Regions from separate parts of the Mus musculus genome. Here region 1 is linked to region 2. A link is a contact called in public HiChIP or PLAC-seq data. All regions are on one chromosome and are shown on one strand. Each heading gives the region's core, a stretch centred on a gene start, on an enhancer-like site or on the middle of the called end of the contact. The rest is flanking DNA. Distances are from core to core; before and after follow the strand shown. Region 1 has its middle 18 kb from the start of Ddit4. Region 2 has its middle 13 kb from the start of Gm36257.

Region 1 (6,139 bases), core at 3,270-5,769, 700 kb before region 2:
TCCGACGTGGATACCAGGTGTCTTTTCTAGTAACTTTCCATTATATCTATAGGGACAGTCTCTCCATGAACCCAAAGCTCACCAGCTCCAGCTAGTCTCAGCTAGTTGGCTTGCCCCAGGGGTCTCCTGTGTCTGTCTTCTGAGATCTGGGTGACCACCATACCTGCCCAGATTGTAGTTGGGTTCTGGGGATCCGAACTCTGATCCTGGTGCTTCCAGGGCAAGTGTGTTATCACAGAGTCTTCCTGCCAGCCTCAATGTGATTCTTTTCTTTATTTCTTTTTTTTTTTAATTTTTATTTATTTATTTTATGTATGAGTACACTGTCGCTGTCTTCAGACACACCAGAAGAAGACATTGGATCCCATTACAGATGGTTGTGAGCATGTAGTTGCTGGGATTTGAACTCAGGACCTCTGGAAGATCAGCCAGTGCTCTTAACCACTGAGCCATCCCTCCAGCCCCTCCCTCGATGTGGTTCTCATGCCGGGCTGCAGGCAAGCCCTTGAGCCTTGTCTCTGCTTCTGCAAACTGGGCAGCACGCTGGAGATGAAGATCCAGGAAGTGAGGAAATGGGGGCGGGGCATTCACAGACCCTACGAAGTCCCCACAGATGGGCTTCAGGAACTGCTTCACTACACTCAGATGGGGAGACTGAGGCTCCACAAAGTCATTTTGAGACAACCCCTAAGAGGCCTTTCCAGTTTTGACTCTTCCTTAGTTTGCATTGCCATCAGCTAAGGAGTCCTGAAATCAGCTGGCCTGTCCCTGCCCTAAGGGGTGGCCTTCCCCACTTTCCTGCTGCCGTGGCTTGGTTACTGGGGATGGAGGCTTGGTTATCTCTTGTGCTTGAGGCTGGAGTCAAAGAGCAAGAGGCCTTGTGAATGTTGTGTGCAGCACAGACCAACCCAAAAGGACCTCCCCAGCTCTCTCTGCATCTCCAGCCTGGTGGCGGGAGACTCAGCTCTGAAGTAAGGCTGGGATTGTTCTTGGGTTGACCTCGGGTCAGTCTCTCCCCAGCTGTGCTGAGGAAAAGGGAAAGGCTTTAAATGGCAGCAGACTCTGCACAGGTCCCACCCCCCAGACACTCAAAACCAGAAACAGAGGCTGGGGCAGGAACAGGGGTGGGGTGGAATCCAGAGCCTTACATAGCCTAGACAATTGCTCTACCTCTGAACTACATGGCCAGCTTGTTTACAGACTGTTGGCTCTTTGGGGGGATATTTGTTCAAGTCTCCCTGGGTTTTTTCCTTAGTGGGTTCTCAGGGGCTAAATGAATGATTGGAAGGAAAGAGAGAAAAGAGAAGGTCAGAAGAAGAGACAAGCGAAGGAAGGAAGGAAGGAAGGAAGGAAGGAAGGAAGGAAGGAAGGAAGGAAGGAAGGAAGGAAAGAAGGAAGGAAGGAAGGAAAGAAGGAAGGAAGGAAGGAAGGAAGGAAGGAAGGAAGGAAGGAAGGAAGGAAGGAAAGAAGGTGAAATTTTTTTAAAATTTATTTTCTCAAAACAAAACAAAACAAGACATATTTTATGTATATGAATATACTGTAGCTATCTTGAGACACACCAGAAGAAGGCATCAGATCCCATTACAGATGGTTGTGAGCCACCATGTGGTTGCTGGGATTTGAACTCAGGACCTCTGGAAGAGCAGTCAGTGCTCTTAACCGCTGAGCCATCTCTCTAGCCCTGAGGTGAAGTTTGTTCCCCGGATCTCCCGCTTCTAGCCCACGGTGCTGCACGTCTCTGGGAGCCACTAAACAGACTCTGGTCGCTGAGCTGGTCTGAGCTGGGATACTGGGATGAATCCTGAAACTGTCAGTCACCAGCCACTTCCATTCTCCTCTGTACAGTGGGGTGGTCCTCGAGGCCTCCCTCATGAGCTGAAGGGGGTGCAGGTGTACACGCTTGCATGGATGTACCAAACAGTTGTTAGCTCTGTGCAGTCACTATACTAAACGGTAGAAGACTGGGTACAATCTGGAGCTAGACTTCCTGACATCTGGCAAGCGTCCTACCCTTCCCAGGCCTCAGTTTCCTGCTCTATAAGACAAGGAAAATAAAATCTGTCCCAGGAGCTATAAGAGTTAAATGAGATAATCCATGAGGAGATTTTGAGGGCTAGTAATATCATATCACACACACACACACACACACACACACACACACACACACACACACACAAGCTCATGGGGGGGCTTTGAATATAAATGCAGGACGCATGGTTAAACAATAAACCATGTTTATGATAACAAAACCTGCTCTCAAGATTTCTGTAATGTGGGGTTGGGGATTTAGCTTTGTGGTAGAGCGTGCTTAGCAAGGGCTCCACCCTGGGTTCAATCCTCAGCTCTGGGGGGAAAAAAGAAGAAAGAATTCTGTAATGTGTAATGTCAAAGAATAACATCCACTATTCTAGGTAGGCATGTAGGGAACTACAGCAGGAGGATCACTTAGGTTCAAGACCAGCCTGGGCTATATAGGTTGTTTAGAGGCCAGCCTAGATTATATAGCAAGAATAAATCTGTGATGTTGATGTAGGAACAATTTAGTCCTACTTATCTAATGATAGACTTTTGAGAAATAAAGGCATTTAAGGGACTTCCTAGGGGCCCTGCACAAGCATAGTAGCTGGCTGCTGTAGAAATCCTGCTTGCTTTAGAGAGAAGAAAGCAGCTGGAGACATGGAAGATTTACTCTTCTGCTTAGAAGCTAAGACACAGCGGCAAGGCCACCGGGGTAGCTCTAACTCTGGCTAAGTGTGGGATAGCCCCCCAAGGCTGTAGGCACTAACTTAGCTCCGGAAGGCTGCAGTGCCCTCCCACAAGAGGAACTGCAGCAGAGCAGCAGAGGTGAGGACCATGCTGGGCACAGAAGGGAAGAGCTGGGGACTGGAGGTCAGGAAAGGTGACCTCTGCCCCCAGGGGCTTGGTGCCAGGCCAGCCCCCATTAAGGACAAAGTGAACCAGTAGGGCGCTGGGGTTAGATAGCCAGCACACCATCCTGGCTCCAACTTGACAAATGGGTCTGTTCAGGATTTAAGGATGCCCTGCTGAGAAAGTTCCAGAGGTCCCTCTGTCCCTGAGCCAGCTGAGTCAGGCATTTGCAGCACATACTGTAGAGCAATCCTGAGCAACCCTGCTGGTGCACTGTCAACTTCTCTGAACTGCAGTCTGCAAAGTGGGCGTGTCCGGGTTTTCTTTTTTTCTCTCCTCTCCTCTCCTCTCCTCTCCTCTCCTCTCCTCTCCTCTCCTCTCCTCTCCTCTCCTCTCCTCTCCTCTCCTCTCCTCTCCTCTCCTCTCCTCTCCTCTCCTCTCCACTTCTCTTCTTTTTTCCTTTTTCCTTTACTGGAGAAAGGAATGACTATTTGGCAAAAAGGTTGATCAGAACCTAGCACTGAGCCGGGCAGTGGTGGCGCACGCCTTTAATCCCAGCACTTGAGAGGCAAAGGCAGATGGATTTCTGAGTTCAAGGCCAGCCTGGTCTACAGAGTGAGTTCCAGGACAGCCAGGGCTACACAAAGAAACCCTGTTTCAAAACAAAAACAAAAACAAAAACAAACAAACAACCCCCCCTCCCCCAGCACTGAACCTTCCAGCCTGTGGCATGCTGAGGCCTCCTTGTTTACTAAGGAGAACCGGCCCCAGGAAGTGAGGCCCAAAGACCTCTGGGTGGAAGTTTCTTTGGTTTGGTTGAGGTCCAGGAAAGCATCCTTCCTGACTTTTGACCAGCACAGGCCACACCAAGAAGCCTGTGCGTGTTGGTGTTGGTGATGATGCTAATGATTGAGACAGGGCTTCTCTGTGTAGCCTTGGCTGTCCTGGAACTCGCTCTGTAGAGCAGTTTGGCTCCAAACTCAAACTCAGAGATCTACCTGCCTCTGTCTGCTGAGTATTGGAGTTAAGGGTGTGTGTCACCACTGCCCAGCAAAACAGGGTCTTATGTAGTCCAGGCTGACCACAAACTCTTTGTAGCCAAGGATGCCCTTGAGTTTCTGTTCTTTTCTTCATCTCTTGAGTGCTAGGGTTCGAATTTGGGCATTGGATTTGAATTCATAAATGTTAGACAAGCACACTCTACCAATGGAACTACCAAGTTGTTAATTACCTAACTAATTAATCGTGCTGGGGATGGGATCCAGGGTCACGAATGTGCTAGACAAGCATTCCACCAACAAGCTATACCCCTGGCCCTCGGAGTTAATCTTCATAATCCTTACTTCCCCCCTCCGTTTTGTGAGACAGCCTTCCTATGTGTTCCTAACTGTCCAGGAACTTGCTATGTAGGTGTGGACAGACTTGAACTTGTGGCAATCCTTCCCTTCTTGTGCCTCCCAAGTGCTGGGATTATAGACATGAGCCACTCATGTCCCACAAAAAAAATCAGCCTTAGTTACAGCTAAGGCAAGTGAAGTTCACAGAAAGGTCCTGTTCAATATCAAGTCCAGGGCTCACCCCAAGCAGCCTCTCCCACAGAGCACACGTATGGGCTGAAGGACAGCTTCAACTGTGCCCAGAAGCCTGGTGTCCCCTTTTTGATCTTTCACAAGGCTGAGCTACCAGTTCCTGTCGGTTAACCCCCCAGAGAGAGTCTGACGCAGTTTGACTAAAGGAAACCACCAGTCTTGGCACGAACTGCCCTTCCTGGCAGGCCGACTGAGGTCAGGGTGGGTGGAGCTGGGAATGGCATTTCTTATTCCTTTCCCCAGATACCCATGGACTACTGCCTGGGTATTGGGCTCACCTTGAGCCTCAGTGTCTTCGTCTGTACAATGGGGTGAAGGTTCCACTCCTCTATTGCTGGGTCCAGTTGAGAGAGTTAAAAAAACAAAAATTCTTTGAGCCAGGCAGTGGTGGTACATGCCTTTAATCTCCAGCATTCAGGAGGCAGAGGCAGGCGGATCTCTATGAGTTCAAGGTCAGCCTGGTCTATACAGAGAGTTCAGGGATACACAAGGGAAACCCTGTCTCAAAAAAACGAAACCAACCAACCAACCAACTCTCTCTCTCTCTCTCTCTCTCTCTCTCTCTCTCTCTCTCCCCCTCTCCCACACGCACACGCACACAAAACAAACAAAATAACATTCTTAGGCCAGGCGTGGTGGCACACACCTTTAATCCCAGCACTCGGGAGGCAGAGGCAGGCAGATTTCTGAGTTCGAGGCCAGCCTGGTCTAAAAAGTGAGTTCCAGGACAGCCAGGGCCATACAGAGAAACCCTGTCTTGAAAAACAAAACAAAACGTTCTTAGGATGTTTATTCTGAGGATTAAAATAAAGTAAGAGGTGTTGACTCCTCCTTCGCCCCTGAGAAACAGAGACAATAGGTCACTGTATGAAGTCATGAAACGACAAGGGGATAAGGATTCGAACCAGTCACCCAGGGTGGTAAAACCCTTATCATCAGCCCGGCATGCCTTTAATCCCATCACTTGGGAGGCAGAGGTAGGCTGATTTCTGAGTTCGAGGCCAGCCTGGTCTACAAAGTGAGTTCCAGGACAGCCAGGGCTACACAGAGAAACCCTGTCTCGAAAAATCAGAAGAAGAAGGAGGAGGAGGAGGAGGAGGAGGAGGAGGAGGAGGAGGAGGAGGAGGAGGAGGAGGAGGGGAGGAGAAGAAGGAGAAGGAGGAGGAGGAGGAGGAGGAGGAGGAGGAGGAGGAGGAGGAGGAGGAGAAGGAGAAGGAGAAGGAGAAGGAGAAGGAGAAGGAGAAGGAGAAGGAGAAGAAGAAGAAGAAGAAGAAGAAGAAGAAGAAGAAGAAGAAGAAGAAGAAGAAGAAGAAGAAGAAGAAGAAGAAGAAGAAGAAAGGCCCTTATCACCTTCCTTTACACTCCCTCCTCATCTGGCCTCGGACTCTCCAACCTTGCAACCACGGCCTCAGTATCCATCTGGATTGTCTAGAAGAAATCCACCCTCCTACCCACTCCCTGCACCCCGCTCAGCGTGGGAAGAGATGTCGCCCCCCCCAAGCTTCCCCCCACCCCTGCCCTCCCAGCTCCAGGGCCCTACTGACATCCACATATTACAGCTGGCTTGAGGGTGCAGACCCGCACCCAGCTTGGTCTCACGCACTGTTTTTGATTGGTTCCTTCTGGTGGCATAGACAAGGTGTCAACTTTAGTAGCCAATGAGAAAACGCTCAGGGAGA
Region 2 (6,091 bases), core at 3,225-5,724:
GTGACCCTATGTAGGACATTTGTATAGGATTCACCTCACTCATGTTTATATATTTTGGGCTTTTCTGGAGAATGTTCTTTTTGTTGTATGAGAACAAGATAGGGAAGGGCTTTCAGTATTTCTCTGCCTCTGGCTTGCTTATTTATTTGTTTAATTTATTTATTTACTATGAGTCCTCTGTCTTCACACACACCAGAAGAGGGCATCAGATCCCATTGCAGATGGTTGTGAGCCACCATGCAGGTGGTGAGAATTGAACTCAGGACCTCTGGAAGACCTCTTGGCCACTGAACCATTCCTCAAACCCCACCATTGGCTTCTTTAATACATTACTCACGGGTGTAACTTACATCTGGTTTCCTACTACAATCCAACCCCATCCCCAAAGTCTTTGGGGAGAGTGGAGAGATGATGATCTTGCTTAAACCTTGTATTTTAAGATTACAAAACTATGACCTACCTTTAGGATATGTAACAATTTCAAACTCAAACTCCACGTAATTCAAGGATTCCAAACAACTCTTCTTATGGAAAATCCAACACCTGGTGTCTGTATCCAACAGATAAAATAGGGACAGTCTTGTGGTCCCTTTTAGGTAGGGACTATGAGTCTCACCAGCAGAGCAGTACATATAGACTATTGACTGATTGTTGTCATGCTCCTGCATCTCAAGGTAGAGAGGATGGTGGGTGACTATAAGGAATCATTTGTACCTACTGTCAATCAATTATAGAGGTGGGGCTAAAAATAACCAAAGATAATTTGGCTTGGAATCTGTAACATTCCAATTCTCCATAGTCAAAGAAAGGCTACAAATCATTCAATCAACTGTGTATAGAATATTTAACACAGGGCTGGCTCTCCTCTGGGAATTTAGGTTCACAAAAGAGCACTGTGATTCTGATTTGTGCCTATGAGAAAAGAACTTGAGAGAAAAAAGTGAAAATCAATTTATATCCTAGGACTGAATAGAAAGACTAATTTAAAAATGAAGGGAGGCAAGAAGGGAAGGAAGAGTGCTTGTCTTTGGCGTCTGTATAAGGGTTGGAAAAATCACTGAAGGCTCAGATAGAATGCAAAGACAAAAAGCATTTATTCTGCAGAAACAACCAGCTTGTGGGGCTCAACCATTCTCTAAAATGGCAACCCCAGACAAAGCAGCACAGGCCTTCTTATACAGAACTGGGGGAACTCTCTAGAAGGATTAGGTAATCTAAAATTTTATTGGTGGGTGCTGGGGGGTGGGGGGTCACAGGTGGATAATGGTCTGCTTTCCTATGCCATGAGCTTTTAACCATAGGATGACATAGGGCTGCCCAGCACAGATGGTCCATTCAGAGATTTGATATTGCCCCATTTTTGTGGTTATCCTCAGATGACCTTGTTTCTGGGTTTTATGGTTCCTGGAGTTGGTGATTATGGCCTTCTTTTTAAAATCAGGCCTGGTCCTTAAATGGAGACAAATGGGGTTTATGTCATACTTTCATCTGATGTGTGTGTTAGTTACTTTCTGGCCCATAGAACAAAATGACCAAAAGCATTCTATAGAACAAAGTTTATTTGGGCTTATGTCTGAGAGAGAGAGAGAGAGAGAGAGAGAGAGAGAGAGAGAGAGAGAGAGGCAGTGAAAATATTGTGGTGGTTTGAATATGCTTGGCCCATTGGAAGAGGCACTATTAGGAGGTGTGGCCGTGTGGGAGGAAGTACATCACTGTGGGGGTGGGTCTTAAAGCTCCTTCTGGTGCTGGAGAATAAGTTTCTCCTGGCTGCAGTCATATCAAGATTCAGAGCTAGCTCTCAGCTCCTTCTCTAGCACCATGTCTGCCTGGATGATGCTGCGCTTCCTGCCATGACGATAATGGACTAAACCTCTGAACTGTACGCCAGCTCCAACTAAATATTTGCCTTTGTAAGAGTTGCTTGGATCGTGGTGTCTCTTCACAGCAGTAAGACCCTAGCTAAGACAGATATGAAAGCAGACACTCAGAGGAGGAAGCTGGCTCATTACCTTTCCATCCACATAGGAAGCAAAGACAACAAGCTGGAATTGAAGCAAGAGAATGAGCTCTCGAAGCTCACTCCCTGTGACATACTTCCTCCAGCCAGGTCACATCTACTAAACATGGTATAACCACTACCAAGTGGGGACTAAGAACGTGTTCAAGTAGCCGAGCCTGTGAAGAATATTGCTCACTCAAACCACTAGATCCCACTCCCTCAAAATTGTTCAAAAATCCAAAACTCCTTCTGAGATTCAAGACGATCCCTTTGCAATAGCCCTCTGTAAAAATCAAAGGGCAAATATCATACTTTAAGCGTATAATGGCACAAAATATTCTTCCCCATTCCAAAAGGGAGGAATAGAGGCATAGTAAGGAAGTACTGATCCAAAAGAAGACAGGGTCCCAACAGAGCAAAACACCAGGTCTTATTGCTCCCTGTGGAGTAATCTGGGACTTTAGATAGCTCCACCTCCCCAGCTTTGCTTCTCCCTCCCTCGACCCTCTTTCCTTCCTCCATCTCTCCTTCCCTCTTCCCCTCCTTCTCCCCGTGTATGCAGCTGTCCTTGGCAGATGTCTCCCAGCTCTGGCATCTCAGCTGGAACCCAGACTTCACTTTCACAGTTTCAGGCCATGGCCCCTCATGACCTCACAGGGATTCCCCTGTCACATGTTGCCTGGCCCCAGCAGCTCTCTGAAAATTAAGAGGAAAAACTCCCAAAGTCCTGACTCTTGCCTTCACCCTTCCAAAACCAGCACCATATGACGGCACTTCCAAGTTTGGCTGTCAGCTTAGACTGGGCTCCTCCCTCCTTTAACAGCATTTGAAGTAACTTCTGTACGTTCTAGCAGCAAGCAACCCACTGAACTTCTTTCACAGGGTGCAAGCTCCGCTGTGTGGGCTCTTGCCCTAAGTGTATCCTTCCCATTGTTCCAATACAGATAGGAGTATCTTTCCATCTTTTCCCCCTAAGGTAATTAATTTTTTTTTGAGAATTTCATATGAGTACTGTATTTACATCATTCTGCCTCTCTCCATCCCTAGGACATAAGTGTTATTAAATCATTTGGGATATCTTGCCATTCTATGATTGTGGGTCATAGGCATTACAGCTAGGAGAACTAGTGGTTTTCTCTCTTAGTGCCTTGTAAAGCTCCTTCAGATACTGTGAGAGCCCATGCTTAGGGAGAAGAGGCCTCTTATTAATGGTTCTAGTGCCTCTCTCCAGCACATGCCTGACTATAACAGCCAGTTTCCTACTACCCTCTTCCCACCCCCCACTATGATTGGCATGGTCTTTCTGTCTCTTCAGCAGTGTAGTCTTCACCTGAGTAACTGCTCAGCCTGCTTCAGGTGTGTTGGAATAAACCCTGAGCTGAAATGATCAACACAGAAATAGTTATTGCTAACCATGTTGATTAAGTCAGTTCAAAGCTTTATCATTTTTTCTTGATGGCCAGACCAAGAGTGGGCTTGTGTCTCTAAAAAGTCTCCTGGTGTCCAGGCTTAGGGAAACAGAGTTTTTAAAGGAAAAAATTAAAATTAAAAAAAAAAAACTCACAAAGACTATAATTTATGTCAAAACTGGATGAAAGTCAAAGTAACCTTGAAATGTTCATTCCTAGCAGAGCACGGTAATTATCTCAGACACAATGCCAGTTATCTTTGACTTTTATCTTTTTGGGCTATTTTAGTTTACTTTTATTACTTTGACTAATACAAGTGGACTGAGGTCAAGGTTCTGGACATCTCTAATGTGTTGCTGAGGCAGACGGTGGTGGGGAGGAGGGATCGAGGGCTGTGGTGGGGAGGAGGGATCGAGGGCTGAGAAGTGTCACAAACACAAAATGGAGCCAGAACGAGATGATGTCACCATAGTCATTTCTGAACAAACTCTGCCAGACCCTGGCCAAGGAAGTTTCTGTTCCCCTAAGCTTGCTGAAATCCCCCACCCCCATGTCGAAACTCCTGCCCCTCTACCTCATTGTCATTGCACAACTTGGTCACCCATTGTCACCCCATGCCTGTTGCCTTCGCTCAGTTTTCTTAAGTCTAGAGCTGTTTCCTAAATCTGAATGTGATTTCAGCTCTTAGGATGGCAATAACAGCCCATGAAGAGAAAAATGCTGGTCAAGAGAACAGAGGCTCTGACTTGGGAGGTGATCTAAAATTCTACTGGGCTCAATCACCTGGTCTAGGAATCACCCCACACTGAAGAAGGTGGGCTGGCTGGCCTTAAGCCATGTTAAGGAGCTAAGTAGAATAATTAGTCCTTCAATAAGATACCATACTTTCCCAGGGAACAGCACAGTAGCTTAATAGGCATGGCCTGCAGCTTTGGGAATCTTACGTTTTTTGTTTGTTTGTTTTTTGTTTTAATTATTAGGAAAAGCCCAACTTCCCCTGCACTTCTGTCTTTTCTAAGCATGCTTTCTCTAACACACACGTTGGGACTTCCCCAATGTTTGGGACTCTTTGATCTTTTTTAATGCCTTCCTGCATGTAGCTCCTTCTCCAGCCCATGAGTGACCTTCACGCTAGCTTAAAAGGCATGTTTCTTTTCTCTTCCCTCTGTCATTGCCCTCCTCCAGAAGTCTGCTGAAGCTTACAGCTTACCTGGGAGCTTTTTCCTTTAAATGCTAACAAAACTGTCCTTAAGCTTCAATCTGAGTCTGTTCTTAAATTCTGTTGTCAGTGTGACTAAGGAACCTCGGAGAGGATCCCAATTTCCCCTGGATCACAGCCCCACTGCCTTATGGTTGTTGATTCAATTCCTGGTTTACACAGTTCTCTTAGTTGCCAGGCAAGTCCCAAGTCCCATCCCTCGACAGAAAAGGGAGTCACTAAACTCAGTGACACTGTGTGACTTTTAGGGATTTCACTTTTCTTAGATTGTTCCTGGAGTTTCCAGCCCCAGGAATAATAAGCAAACTGTGAGCAGCGTTTGTTAGGCTACTCACAGACTGAGCAGAATCAAAGGATAATGGCGGGATTCACAGACCCGCAGGATTCTAAATGTCACTGTGAAGTCCAAGACTGAGTGAGGTTATACACTTCTACAATATTTTTATTTCTAGGGTGCTGTTTAGTCAGGGTTCTCTAGAACAGTGGTTCTCAACCTTCCTAACACAGTTCCTCAAAACAACCTTCAATACAGTTCCTCATGCTGACCTGAACCCCCCATCCATAAAATTATTTTTGTTGCCATTTCATAACTGTAATCTTGCTACTGTTATGAAATATAATGTAAATGTTTGTGGTTTCCAATGGACTTAGGTGACCTTGTGAAATGGTTGTTTAACCCCTAAAGGGGTTACAACCCAGGGATTGAGAACCTCTGCTCTAGAAGAACAGAACTTATAGTAGATGGCTATCCTCTCTCTTTCTCTCATCCATCCATCCAACTGTCATCTGTCTATCTATATTTATATATAGAAAGAGGAAAGTCTTACAGACTGTGGATCAGTTAGTTCAACAATGGCTGCCTACCAACAGAAGGCCTAAGTTTCCTGTAGCTGTTCAGTTTATGATGCTAGATGTCTCAGCTGGTCTTCATTATCCTTAAGAAGTAGGCTCTCTTGCCAGCGAAGGAACGGACTTGTTAACAAGAGCAACAGTGAGAGTAAGCAGAGAGCAAGCCTTCTTCCATGTCCTTTATATAGGCTGTCAGCCAGTGACATGGTTGAGATTAAAGGTATGTTTTCCCACCTCAAAAGATAGGGACTAAAACTGGATCTCCCTACTTCAAATGATTTAATTCATCCCTTACAGATGTACCCATTCACTTGGGTTTTAGTTCATTTCAGATGTAGTCACGTTGACAACCAAGAATAGCCATCAGAGGTGCTCATTTTCTCTCAGTCTTGGGAACTGGATTACCAAGAGTCTAGGGTTAATGCTATATTGTAAATGAGTTGGCTGACAGATTGGAGGAAGAGGCTTGAAGTGGTGGTAGAATAAACATTTCCAATATTCATCAATTTGGTGAATAAGAACAAGAGACTTGGTAATTTTACTGAACTAGCACAGAGTCGCTCGATGCAGCTGATGTCCGACAAGCAGGCAACACCCAAACTCTGTCTGTGCTTC

The links. HiChIP or PLAC-seq counts read pairs in DNA pulled down with a chosen protein or histone mark.
Region 1: a contact with region 2 is called in an H3K27ac HiChIP or PLAC-seq map of bone marrow-derived dendritic cells, with 4 times the contacts expected there. The contact joins two enhancer-like sites. A contact is called at or near these places in 3 of 115 datasets of contacts at active chromatin or transcription factors (bone marrow-derived dendritic cells, microglia and pancreatic cancer cells).

What each region holds. Positions count from the first base shown.
Region 1 is chr10:59,931,166-59,937,304 of GRCm38.p6, reverse strand. No RefSeq gene overlaps it. Among named protein-coding and RNA genes, the nearest start is that of Ddit4, 18 kb to the left of the region's middle. Within about 2 kb of position 4,519, at least 136 of the 459 cell types and tissues checked have an H3K27ac peak or open chromatin away from gene starts, as enhancers often do. A contact at or near this core is called in bone marrow-derived dendritic cells, where this site is marked.
Region 2 is chr10:59,234,489-59,240,579 of GRCm38.p6, reverse strand. No RefSeq gene overlaps it. Among named protein-coding and RNA genes, the nearest start is that of Gm36257, 13 kb to the left of the region's middle. Within about 2 kb of position 4,474, at least 60 of the 459 cell types and tissues checked have an H3K27ac peak or open chromatin away from gene starts, as enhancers often do. A contact at or near this core is called in bone marrow-derived dendritic cells, where this site is marked.